Regions from separate parts of the Mus musculus genome. Here region 1 is linked to region 2. Evidence: chromatin contacts called from public HiChIP or PLAC-seq data. All regions are on one chromosome and are shown on one strand. Each heading gives the region's core, a stretch centred on a gene start, on an enhancer-like site or on the middle of the called end of the contact. The rest is flanking DNA. Distances are from core to core; before and after follow the strand shown. Region 1 holds the start of Sqle (squalene epoxidase). Region 2 has its middle 59 kb from the start of Mtss1.

What was found. HiChIP or PLAC-seq counts read pairs in DNA pulled down with a chosen protein or histone mark.
Region 1: a contact with region 2 is called in an H3K4me3 HiChIP or PLAC-seq map of neural progenitor cells, with 29 read pairs. The contact joins the promoter of Sqle here to the enhancer-like site in region 2. A contact is called at or near these places in 5 of 39 promoter capture datasets (the C10 cell line, the HPC-7 cell line, liver and 1 more), 1 of 484 Hi-C or Micro-C datasets (the G1E-ER4 cell line) and 8 of 115 datasets of contacts at active chromatin or transcription factors (the SCID.adh cell line, bone marrow-derived macrophages, embryonic midbrain and 3 more).

Annotation. Positions count from the first base shown.
Region 1 is chr15:59,313,315-59,319,631 of GRCm38.p6, reverse strand. It overlaps Sqle (squalene epoxidase), which reads right to left and starts at 4,540. Exons shown (of 11, transcript NM_009270.3): 1 at 3,503-4,540; 2 at 1,584-1,836. The coding sequence starts at 3,787.
Region 2 is chr15:59,137,534-59,144,322 of GRCm38.p6, reverse strand. No RefSeq gene overlaps it. Among named protein-coding and RNA genes, the nearest start is that of Mtss1, 59 kb to the right of the region's middle. Within about 2 kb of position 3,457, at least 7 of the 459 cell types and tissues checked have an H3K27ac peak or open chromatin away from gene starts, as enhancers often do. A contact at or near this core is called in liver, neural progenitor cells and neural stem cells, where this site is marked.

The DNA.
Region 1 (6,317 bases), core at 3,291-5,790, 170 kb before region 2:
CCTGGTCTCTCCAAGGCTCACTTCCCTCCACTTCTTTGCTGAGGTAACTTCTCTGAGGTAACTTCTCACCACTGAAAACAATCCCCACTCCCCGACTCCCTAGCCCACGCTTTCTGATTTTACGCTAGCCTCTACAATCTTCATATATTTCATCTACTTTTAAAAAAAAATGTTTGTCCTTTAGCACATCCTCTTTAACATCCACTGGGATGTAGCCTCAGAAAGTGGGACGAAGGCCACCTGTCAGTGTTTTCAGTCTTTGTTGAAGGACCACTCTCAGCCAGCCTCTGTGGTGATTAAAGTCGGTCTCCAGGCAACAAAACCCTGAGCTCGCCCTACCTGTCTCCTGTCTCCTCTTGCCTGATAACAATGGGGATGCCATTTCAGGAGAAAGAATATGTGCTTATTTTTATACTTATCACTGACATATAACAGTTGTTATGTGTTTATAAGGCATAATGTGATAGTTGAACTCATGTACCTTGACAATACAATTATGGAACTCAGCAAATCTATCCCCTTAAAAAATGTATTTGTCCAGATGGAGAAATGGCTCAGCATTTAAGATCACTTGACTGCTCTTCCAGAGGACCTGAGTTCAATTCCCAGCAACTACATGGTGGCTCACAACCATCTGTAATGGGATCTGATGCCCTCTTCTGGTGTGTCTGAAGACAGTGACAGTGTACTCACATAAATAAATCTTTAAAATACATATATATATTTGTCACTCTCAGCCACATCATCAGCTTCTCCCTACTTTATCATACATGGCCATAAAAATATTCTTGTATCAAATGAATCTCCGCTGTCCTCATATTCACCCTCTCTGTTTTCCACCATTAAAAATGTTTCTCAGCCGGGCATGGTAGCACACGCCTTTAATCCCAGCACTTGGGAGGCAGAGGCAGGCAGATTTCGGAGTTCAAGGCCAGCCTGGTCTACAGAGTGAGTTCCAGGACAGCCAAGGCAACACAGAAAAACCCTGTCTCGAAAAACCAAAAACAAACAAACAAATGTTTCTCAGCAGAGGTCTCAGCTGGCTGATCAGAGGACCACAGTTCAATGTTCCCTATCAGTACATTCCAGGGCACCCACCAACCTCTTCTGACCTCCTCCAGATGGGGCTCACCTTACAGCTAAGGACCTTCTGTGCTACTTCTCAAGGATGCCTGTCTTAATCACTAGTCCATCTTGGTACTTACTCAGCAGAACACCTCGCTCAAAGACAGCAGTAAATAAGTATTTCCTAAATGAATGGAAGACGTACTTAAGACCGGCGGGAACAGCATCCCCCAGGAGTGTGTTCCACACCATGTAAATGACAGTTCTGGTTACTGAGCTGAGCGTCTTCATTGCTGCCGTGACGGTTTAGGGCATTTCACTATCTCACTCTGTCTGGGTAGCCTCTTCTCACACAATGATACGGCTCTTTCCTCCTCCGCTCTCATTGTCACAGAAAGTTTTTAGTTCATGTAAAGCTTATTATAAGGAAGGGAGGGAGAGAGGGTGGGTGGGAGGCCAGAACAGTCCAGAGTGAAGAGCGAGTATTTACACAACTCCTCAACACCAAATGAGCCTACCTCCAAGGCCCAGCTCCTGGAGAACACGGTAGCCTCCTGGCTGCAGCAGCTCCCCAACTATCCTGTCGGGCTCTTTTAAATCTCTCTCGATGACCGTCACCTTTCTTCCATCTCTGGAGAGAACTGCTGCCAAGGCAGATCCAAGCACACCAGATCCCACGATGATCACTTCCGGGTCCGTCACGAACGAGGTCGACACTGAGGTAGCTGCTCCTGTTAATGTCGTTTCTGAAAGACCGATTTCTTTTCTGCACTGTTTAACAAAAATGATTATCATTCTTCCAAATCTGTCGACATAAACCATTAACTCGCACATAAACACACCCGACTTTTACACCTTGAGCAAAAGCTAGACTCCCCTCCCCCCACAAACATGAGTAAATCATATCCATGGTATATTTTTAAGTCCAAACCATATATAATCAGGATCAAAATACTGACTAAAAAAAAATGTATATAGCCCAATAAAATATACATATTCCTTTTTCTGGACACAGTAGTTAGAAAATGTTATATGGACATATTTGGAAATCCACATGAGGCCTAACCCTGTGCATATCTACAGTGAGATTCGAATACAGAACCAGGACCAATCCTATAACTGAACTACTCAACTCTACACTGAGCAGCTACAGGTGCAGGCCTCCCACAACTTGTGACTGTCCACGTACACAGCGGTGAGCACTGAGCAGAACTCATGCCAGCAGCTGGCTCTCTGGTTTCCAGGTAAGGAGAAAGCCTGAAGCAGTCCCAAAATGAAACCAGTCGAGCATCCTCCCTACCCCCAACAGAGAATGCCATCTTTAGACTAGTGTCAACAGCTTAGTTACTTATTAGATGGTTGAGCACCGGCCATTCTGCAAACATGAACTTACTTCATTCCCTGAGTACCAGCGACGGTGGTACCACCCTCATCTAAGCTAACAGGAACCTGATTTTGACAGAAATCAAACCATCCCCAAAGTATTACAGCAACAAGTGGCAGAACTAAACTAAAACTCTGAACCAAGTTCTTTTCTTCTACCACCTTTGCTAATTTGTACTATGGACTTTATTAAAGAAAGCAGACCCCAAAGTCTATACTGCTAGGTGGGTAACTCATCCTGGCCACTCTCTCTCATGCACACTGGACACCCAGCTTCAGCATCACAGCAATGTCCCTTCTTGCACGGCTGTGTACTGCAATGTAGTTCCCAAACATTATTTATTCTTACTTTTGTAGAAATCAAGCATTGTTACTCTATCTTTCCAACGCTCTTAAGGGAAAAGTTCACATATCCCTGGCTAGTAGGTCCTACGTGATCTGACTTGCCGCCCTGTTCCTCTCTCATCACCTACCACTGGCCCCATCATTCCCTCGAAGTAATTAATGGCACCACAAATATTTAAAGATCCAGTCTCTAACGTAAGCCTGTCATTCAGCTCTGACTCAACTTAGGAGCGGACTGCGCTGACTAATTGCTTCAATAGATAGTGGGGGACGGATTTCTGCCCAAAACTTTAAAGTGTTAGGCATCTTTATTGCTTTTCAAATTGCTGTCACTTTCCACTGTCTGCCATCACATTTATAAGTAGCCTTACCTGCCACACAAATTCTCCCTTGTCAGGAACAAAAATCATCCTTACCCAGGGATTTTAAATTAAAAGCCACAGTGAGTCTGTCTCCCAAATGAAATTCTAACATTTCCTACCAAAATCAACACCCAATCCCTGAGGTTCACACAACAAATGCTTTTCATCTTCCCTAAGAGCACAGCCACAACACAGTCCAGAACTTTAAGAAACGCAATCAAATGAGAACACTGACGCTTCTAAGCCACCACTTTCGTGACTTTTAAAGAAACCATAAACTTCAGTGACCTCGATCTGAAGTTTAAAATACGATCCCATTCATTTGCCCACTGTGGCATCAGGCATACCTTCTTGGACTCCAGCTGTTCTTTCTTTTCTGATTCAGGTGACTTGGCCCAGAAGAAGCCAATAAGAGGCAAAGCAGAGAGAATATCCGAGAAGGCAGCGAACTGGGCGCCGCTCTGATGGCGGCCAAGGAGGCCCCCGTGTCGATGGCGACAGCGGTAGGAGAGCACCAGGCCCAGCGACAGGAACACCAGCACGCACAGCAGGAGCTCCTTGTTGGCCAGGGTGACATCCCCGCATTTCTTATAAAAATAGGTGAAGGTAGCAATGCCAAGAAAAGTCCACATGGCTCAAAAGGCTTCTTTGGTGGCACCAGCCAAGGCTGAGGATTTTGTGTTTTGGGGGTCTCTTGGGGGGGTCTTTTTTCCTCGGAAGGTCTTCAGTGATTAAAATGTCCCCAAAATGTAGTTCTCAAAGGGGTTCGGGGCAACCGGTCGAACTTCTTCCAATAAATAGTTTCAGGATCACGAGTCAGATGTGATCAATTTTTGAAATCATTGAGAGTGCAAATGTATCTTAAGTTGTCCAGATCTTAAAAGGCAGCATTTAAAGCCTGCCTACCCCAACGGCTCCTGATTACACACTTCTTCATTCAGCCAACTGATGGACACGGGCCTCTCTATTGGGCTGAGGGGTGCGAATGTGGCTGTATACTTCGATGTCCGCTCGCCTGGCTGTAAACGGTCTTTTGTCACCAGCAGCAGGTGCTCGGTAGGAAGGAGTCGGGAGCGTAGAAGGATCTGGGTGCTGGGAAAGCTGCCCTTAGCAACACTGCCCCGGCAGCCTTCTCCAACAAAAGATGGCCACGGCGTCCCGAAGCGCGGCGGCAGCCTGGCAGCTCAGCCCTCCCTTGGAGATTCCTCCTCAAGCAAGCCCCGAAGTCACGGCCGGGAACCTGTCCGACCGACACTTGCCTTCCTCGAGAGTGAATGGCTGTCTCGGATGAGCGTCCTTCAGAGCGAGGCGAAGGCTCCTGCCCGCCGGGTCCCCAGCATCCCTCGCGGACAGTAACCAGAGTAACCGCTGCGCGCCCCGCTCGCAACCCGGCCCCACGCGCTTCAGCCGCCCGGCGGGCTCGGCCCAGCCCAGGGACCGGGAGGCGGGGCTCCGGCCCGGCACCGCCCCTTGAGCGGACCCCGCCTCCCACGCCGTCCGAACCAATGAGAGCGCGCACCGCGCGGTAGGCTGAGATGGCGCTATAGAGCGTTTGTCCAATGGCGGGCGGCGCACTCCGCGCGGCGCCAGTCGCAGAGGCGCTAGGGCGATGTTGCGTGGTGCGGGGCGGGTGCGTGGGGTGGGCGCGGGGCCGGTGGGTGAATGGGGCGGTGCCCGCTCGGCCTGGCCGCCGCGGGGTCCTCAGGCCCCACCTGCGGAGGGTGGAGCTCGCTCTGGAGGAACTCTTGGTGGCTCCTGGTGGCTCAAACGCAAGAGAGCTACAGGAGTCATCCGGGCGGACTGGATGATCACGGGCTAGAAAGGCGAGGAGGACGTGACACGCCGGCGAACCTGCCATAATTAGTGGACGAGGACTAAAGAAAATGAGAGAAGTCAGTAGGTGGAGATGGATCACGCCTTTAATCCCAGAACTCGGGATGCAAGAGGATCTCTGTGAGTTTGAGGCCAGCTTGATCTGCATAGCGTGTTCCAGACCAGTCAGAGATACACAGTGAAATCCTTCTCGGGTTAAAGAAAGAATGAGAAAGGAAAAAAAAAAAAAATGTCCTAATCAACAGCAATCCCAAAACTGTTTAATAAGATCATTTTATGTTTTAAGCACTATGCCAGAGCGTTGCAAACATTCATTCAACCCTTACAGCAGTCTTGCAAGAATGGCATTACCTTTCTGTTACAGAAGTAACCGAGCAGTTTATCTGCCGTCGTTCATGAGACTAACAACATCATTTTATACTATCCACAGCTACTGTCATGTAACCGAATTTCAGACTCGACAGTACCATTTAATTATCAAGCTTTCGTTGAGTTCTTAGTTATCTATGGTTTAGGTCTCACCCTAAACACTTCTCAGATATCTTTATTAGTTTCTGCGATTTTTTTTTAAGTCATTCAAACAGGTACAGTTGTTTAACCCGTTTATCCTTTAATAATGAAAGAAGTAAGTCTCACAGAACTGTATCCTACCAACCCTTTGCAGCAGGCACAGCCAACTCTATCTAGCTCCACATTTCTTCCTTCCTTTCGATTTGTTTACTTATGTATTTTGTCTACATGTATGGCTGCACTTTAGAAGAAGGCACTGGATCCCATGGGACTACAGTAACAGTTGTAAGCAGCCATTCGAGCACTAGGACTTGAACTGTGGACCTCTCATAGAAGCCATTGCTCTTAACAGCTGAGTCATCTCTCTGGCCCTAACACCACATTCCTAATGAGGGTCTCTCCATGTTCCTAAGTCCAACCAACAATAAGCTGAAATTCTAGGCAACTTAAATGAGTCTTAACCTTGCCAAATGTCTCCCACCTTTGGGCACTAGTAGGAGAAAATGAGATGTATCTAATACTCTCAAAAAGCAGCATTTGCACAGAACATAGGATGAGATCTTGGTGGTCAGTTCCACATGTCAGGCATACAAAGAGGCAAACTAAAACTGTCACTCCTGAAGCTAAGGAATTGTGTCCGAAGGTAAAACACGGAATTAACTCAGGGAAAAGACTGTCCACATTGAAAAACAGAACTCAGGATCCTTCTTGTTATTCTGATTTTGGCCAAGACAATGCAACCATTACTAGATAATCCACTTAATCGGACATAGATTAGAACATAACAGTCATTGATTATCAATCGCATGACTCAATGCT
Region 2 (6,789 bases), core at 2,208-4,707:
ACCTTATGTTTGTAAATAATAAAGATGTTTCTACCATTGTACCCTGCTCTCTCTGTCTCTGTGTCTTTGTCTCTGTTTTCCCCCCCCCCACTTGTGTGTGTGTGTGTGTGTGTGTGTGTGTGTGTTCATTACTCTAAAGCTTACCAACCAGGTAATTCACTCCTTCCTAGATAAGTTTGAGCACAGAACCAGAAGGAAGCCAGAAGTGTTACATGCATTGATGTCCCCTCTTGTGGAAACACAAAGCAAGGGGAAAGGAGGTTCCATATTTGAGCTGTTGTGCTAGGAATGTTAAGTGTTTTAATTATAACCAAACCTGTAAATTTATGGTCTGAGCTGAGAGGAGTAAAGAGTATAATGACATTCAAATAGCTAGTGGTGGAGCCAGGGTTTTAGAAATGCAGGTTTGTATCGCTCACTCTTTGCACCACAATACAGTGCTCTCCTACCTGTCCCTACGAATCCATGCATTTATAAGCAAAAGCTGAGACCCCTGCTAACAAAAGCAAGCAGCCAATTCAGGAGTACTGGACACAGGCATAGTAAAACACACAGAGAGAGGGGAGGGAGAACGAGAGAGAGAGAGAGAGAGAGAGAGAGAGAGAGAGAGAGAGAGTTAAAAGACTAGGGAGAAGATAGTTTTCTTCAGTGATCCAGCAGGTACCAGGCTTTCTTTAAGCTGGGCTTGGGAGTCTCAGTTTCCTTTTGGCCTCATCACGTGCAGCTTCCTACATCCTATGGGCTACTTTCTCTTTCCCAAGCATACCTCTTGGATCCTGTCTCTGTTTCACTGTTCTCAGTATTTCCTTATCCCTGGGATAGCCTTTCCTCCTCTATGTCCCCAAATACCAGTAGAAGTCCAGAACCTAACACAGCCTGTGGTGGTTTGAATATGCTTGGCCCTGGGAGTGGCACTCTTTGGAGGTGTGTCCTTGTTGGAGTAGGTTTAGTCTTGTTGGAGGAAGTATGTCACTGTGGGGGTGGGCTTTAAGACCCTCACCCTAGACCGGGTGTGGTGGCACACTCCTTTAATCTCAGCACTCGGGGATTTCTGAGTTCGAGGCCAGCCTGGTCTACAAAGTGAGTTCCAGGACAGCCAGGGTTATACAGAGAAACCCTGTCTCGAAAAACCAAAAAAAAAAAAAGACCCTCACCCTAGCTGCCCGGAAGCCAATCTTCTAGCAGCCTTCAGATGAAGATGTAGAACCCTCAGCTTCTCCTGCACCACGCCTGCCTGGATGCTGCCATGCTCCCACCTTGATGATAATGGACTGAATCTCTGAACCTGTAAGCCAGCCCCAGATAAATGTCCTTATAAGAGTCACCTTGGTCATGGTGTCTGTTCACAGCAGTAAAACTCAAAGACACAGCCTCAACTCATATTAGAAGACAAGTAAAACTTGGCTAAGTCTAAGTTTTATTTGATTTAAGATCAAGATCTCTCCCCCCTCCCCCGCTCGCCACTCTCTTAGCTTGACCTCGTAGCCCAGGCAGAAGGAAGATTCGTCTCTCCCATTAAATTGCAAGCGCCCTGTGTGGAGGCGTAGGGATGACACAGAGCATGAGTGCTTAGTAAACAGTAGTAAAAGTGAAAAGCAGGTTGGTCCGGGTAGGTATTACTATCCTTGTTTTAATAATTCCTCTTAGGCTCTAAAGATTCCCGGAGGCCTCTGTGGGCCAGGCAGGAAGGTTGAGCAATCTGGGGCTCAGCTATCTCGGGCCCAAGGGAACCTCAGGTCCTGCACTGCAGCTCAGCTGCCAAACCAGAACTCTCCTAGGCTTTTTCAAAAAGCATTTGCTTCACAGACTCTAAGTGTGTATTTTTAACATGTCAGAAAGTGGAGTACATTTTTCTTTCTTTATTGATACAAAATAATAATAATAATAATAACAATAATAATAATAGTAATGCAATGCTTTTTGTTGGGTTGAGGTTTTTTGGTTTGGTTTGGCTTTTTGTGTGTTTTGGGTTGTTTTGTTTTGTTTCAAGACAGAATTTCTATATGAAGTCCTGGCTGTCCTGAAACAATTTGGTAAACCACACTACCCTCAAACTCAGAGAGATCCAACTGCCTCTGCCTCCCAAGTGCCGGGATTAAAGACATGAGCCACACAGCTTGTAATGTATTTTATAACCAATACACCCTCAGATTTGAGGGAATACATCATCAGCCATCACCAGGAAAAAAGAAAGCACAAATGGTTAGTTCACTCTCACCAACAATCAAGAAGCGCGAATTAGAGCCTTAGGAGAGAACCCGGCTGTCCTGTTATATGTGACAAAGATCTAATGACAGAAGTACTCTGTGGTTAGAGACAGAAGGAAAGAAATACAAGATCAGTAAATCGCTGGGTTGGTGTAAACTCAGGGGATGGGGCATTTGAAAACTGTTGACCCATCAAAAGGGCCAAAAATGTTCTTGCCATCTGACCTTTCTTCTAGGAATTTATCCAGGAACAAATTCCTGGTTGTACTTAGGGATTCTTCTGAAAGCGTGTTCTCAGAAGCCTTATTGATAGTGAAGGAGTGGGGAGCCAACAGTGTTTGGCAGCTATTGATTAAACAAGGGAAAGTGATTTCATGTAGTTGAACAATAAACGGTACTGTTAATAATTACAAGTAATTGTAAGCGTGCATCTCTCTGTGTGTGTGTGTGTGTGTGTGTGTGTGTGTGTGCAAGAATGGCCATTTGCAAGACTTTGCTTTAATAATGAAACTCCATTTCATCCCGATTCAATTTTCCTTTCAGAAACAATTCCAGATTGGAACGCACCGTGGTGCAAATGAGGAAGAGCAAGGTGAATGGAATTGCAGGTGCTCTGTCTCCACAGCTGAGTTCACATGAACAAACAGGCATGTTCCACTGTTACTGCTCTGCTCCTTAAACCAGATCATTTTGAAATCATTTCTAACTATCACAATTTCTACGTTTCAAAAATCAATGCAAACAGCTCTATGATCTCCCAGATCTCCCGATTCTATTACATTTATTTATTTATTTATTTATTTATTTATTTACTTGTGGGGAGCGAGTGCGCACGTCACTGCATGATATGGAGGTCAGAGGTCAAATTTGGGAGCTGATTTTCTCCTCACACACACATGGGTTCCAGAGATTGAACTAGGGTCTTCCAGCTTAGCAGCAAGCACCTTCATCCCCTGAGCCATCACACTGGCCCTCAGCTCCCAGTTTCAACAGCTGTATTCATCACTGATGCTGCACGTACACAGCCCTGCTCTTCCTCTTTGTCTGTTTGTGCTTGCATGCTTTAGCCCCTTTTCCTGTTGCTGTGATAAAATCCTCTGTCAAAACCAACTTAAAGGAGGAAGGGCTCATTTCGACTCACAGATCAAGGGTACAGTCCATCAGCCACAGGAGCTTGAAGCAGCTGGTTCCACAGGACATCTCCCATCAGGAAGAGAAGGAGGCAGGTTTGTTAGTGCTCAGCTCATTTTCTCTGTGTTGGGCAATCCAGGATTCCCAGAAAGGGAATCGGGTCACAGCGTCAGGAAGCCCAGAGGCTCACCTGCCAGGCAGTTCTAAATTCTGACAAGATGGCAATTAACACTAACAATCACATAGTTATTTTTATGAATATTTGAGATGAAGTGATAGGAAGCAAGTCCTTTTAGCCTCTAATGTTTCATAAGCATTTCTTTTCTTTCTTTTTTTTTTCATGGTACATGTCTATAACCTCAGTGGTAATGGAGGTAGAAAGATTTCAAGTGAGTCTAGCCAGGTATTCATAATACCAGAGCTTACAAAGTGAGATCTTGTCTCAAAGATAACAATACTAACAATAAATTAATAAAATAATAATACAAGGAGAAATCTGGGGAAGATGTATGAGAACGGGTATTAAAGAGCGAGAATAATAGGCCAGGCAAGTGGATCTCTGAGTTCCACTAGAGTTAGGGCTACATAGTGAGACCCAGTCTCAAAACAAAAAGCATTTCTTTTTTAAAAAATTATATTTATATGTGTGTGGGGGGTCAGAGGACAGAGCAGTAAAGTAAAAAATAAATTATATAGTAAAAATGGATTTAAGTGGGGGTGGGTGGGTATGGGGGACTTTTGGTATAGCATTGGAAATGTAAATGAGCTAAATACCTAATAAAAAATGGAAAAAATGGATTTAAGTAAGAGTAGAGTTGGTTCTCTCCTACTGTGTGTGACCCAGGGATCTAACTCATGTTAACACACTTAGCAGCAAGCTCCTTTCTCTCCTGAACCATCTAAAGAACCCAATATGGATTTCTTTCTTCCTTTCTACCTCCCTCCCTCCTTCCCTCCCTTTCTTTCTTTTATTTTTGTTTTTTGTTTTTGTTTGTTTGTTTTGTTTGTTGGTTGATTATTTTGGGTTTGTTTTTTGTTTTTTTGAGGCAGGGTTTCCAAGTATAAGTGCTGAGATTAAAGGCACGAGAGTCCAGCATAGATTCCTTAAGAACTGACCAGTTAGCCAGGCAGTGGTGGCACACGCCTTTAATCCCAGCACTTGGGAGGCAGAGGCAGGTAGATTGCTGTGAGTTTGAGGCCAGCCTGGTCTAGAGTGAGTTTCAGGACAGCCAGGGCTACAAAGAGAAACCCTGTCTCGAAAACCCAAAAAGAACTGGCCAGTTGCCTCCAAGTAGGGACCGTGGCTTACATGAACGTATTGTACCAAGGTTAAGCTTCTCACATTTGCTAATGGTTCTTCATCTGCAAGGACCCATCAGCCTTTCTGGATGTGACTGACTTCCAAGGGCAAGACCCGTCATTTCACAAGCCACCTCCCGCACAGGTGCGATGATGCTTTTCCCAAGGTTGGCTTCAGTTCATACATTTGGAACTGGCATCACCTAGGTAACAGGATATGCTTCTCAGGGCATCCCATCCAGAGACACACTGTGTTTCCCCCCTCAACAGCACTGCTCTTAACTTTTGTCACTAGTAATCCCTCGTGCTGTGTCTACGTGGGGAGCAGAAAGAGTAATGTAAGGCTCTGTTAGTTTCCTGTCCCTTACTAGACCTTTCTCCTCCTACTAGGATTCAATGATGAATCTCGCTTGCATCCAATTGTGTACTATGTAATAGCATGTCTATTTACCATGTAGTCTAATTTCTAATGGAATCATTTCTTCATTCCTTCTGTGTTTATTAGTTATAAGACAAACTCTCCACACATCTTGGTCTATTTCTGAAACAGACTCTGGAATCTTATTTTCACACCACAGGCCCTAACTCATTATCATCAAAATTTATCTCTATGCTCAGAGTTGTCCTAGGTTTGGCCACGGGGTCTACTCCAGCTGGCTTCTGATCCTTTTTGAAAGGCTCCCTAAGCCCTTCCCCTTCTACTTGTCATGTTGCTTTGGCACAACCAGACATTCCTGACTTATCAGCCATTTCTCCACGGGGACTGGTTGCCTGTGCTGGCTAATGGCATTCGGGAGCTGAGTTCTGAGCTATGTAGGCGTCTCATTTTTCTTCTCTGTTATCTGTGTCTTCTTTTTCAAAATAATCAAACTCACATGCCTTCACAATACACAAGAGTTATTTTTCGCCTTAGTCTTCAAGAGTAGAAAAACAACCCAAGGAGGGTGGGCTGTCACAAATCCCCCAAGGAGCCAAAATTCCTTGGCTCCAGAAGAAAAAGAAATTCATTGCCCAACTTTTCAAATGCCAGAGGAAGTGGCTCCCAAACAGAGGGTGGCCCAGGAACTTCCTGGGGTGGGGGTGGGGGTCAGCGGGAGCTGTCCTTCATCCTCAAAGGGCAAGGAGGCCTGGACAGGGTTCATATGTTGGGTAGGAACAGCAGGGCCAGTGTAAAGACCCAGAGAGATGCCTCACAGAGATTACAAGGCCCTAACAAACTGCCAAAAGGAGACGATATGACAGACCCCTAGCCCAAACACTGACTTTCAGCTGATACCTGACAAGCAGGCCGGCATCCTCTCCCATCTCCCTTTCCTCCCAAATGTCCATCTCCCTTTGCCCTGGCAACCAAACTGACCTATAAGAAAGAAGAGCTTGCCCAGGGGCTGCCGATACTCTTGTCGCCTTAGCTACTGTGGTCAGTTCTGACGAACCACATGACTAAGCCCCTCTCTTTTGCCCAGAGCAACTGCTGGCACCTTTGCCTGACCTCAGAAGCTTCACAGTGGACCTGAGTGACACTCCACCTCAGAGTGGTCTGAAGAGAAGTCTGGGCAGCAGCAGCTTTGGAGGAAACCGTCTCAGATCCGGGAGGGATGGCTGAGGAGGTCACCCTCCCTGTGCCTTGCAGGAGCTGTTTCAAGGAGTGTGAATTCTGTAACACCCTCAATTTTTTCTCACGTAAAGCCTTTCTTAAGGGTTGGGGATGCAGCTGGATGGTAGAGCACTTGCTTATCATACACAAGGCCCTGGGTTCGGTTCCCAACTCAGGAACAAAACAACAACAGCAACAACAACAACAGCAACACCCTTCTCTTATTGTAGAAACTTTATCTGGTGTGGAACTCATATTGCTTCTTATGAAACTTGCACTGCGTAGCGCTGCCTTGGCTCCCAATGGGGTCTGATCTCATAGCCCTGACCCTTGCTTCTGTGTGAGCCACAGAGGAGAGGGTTGCGGTGCTTCATCCCTGTTGCCTCTCTGCTAAAACAGCCTTTCATGACGAAGTTCACTCTGAACCAGGAAGGGCGGGAGAAGGGGAGAGGCAGGGGGTGAGCTAGCAGTTAGCTCAGTCTGTAAGGGTGCACTGCACAAGCGTGACGGCTTGAGTCTAATCCTCGGCAAGTAAAACCACCCTAATTGGACAGTTTC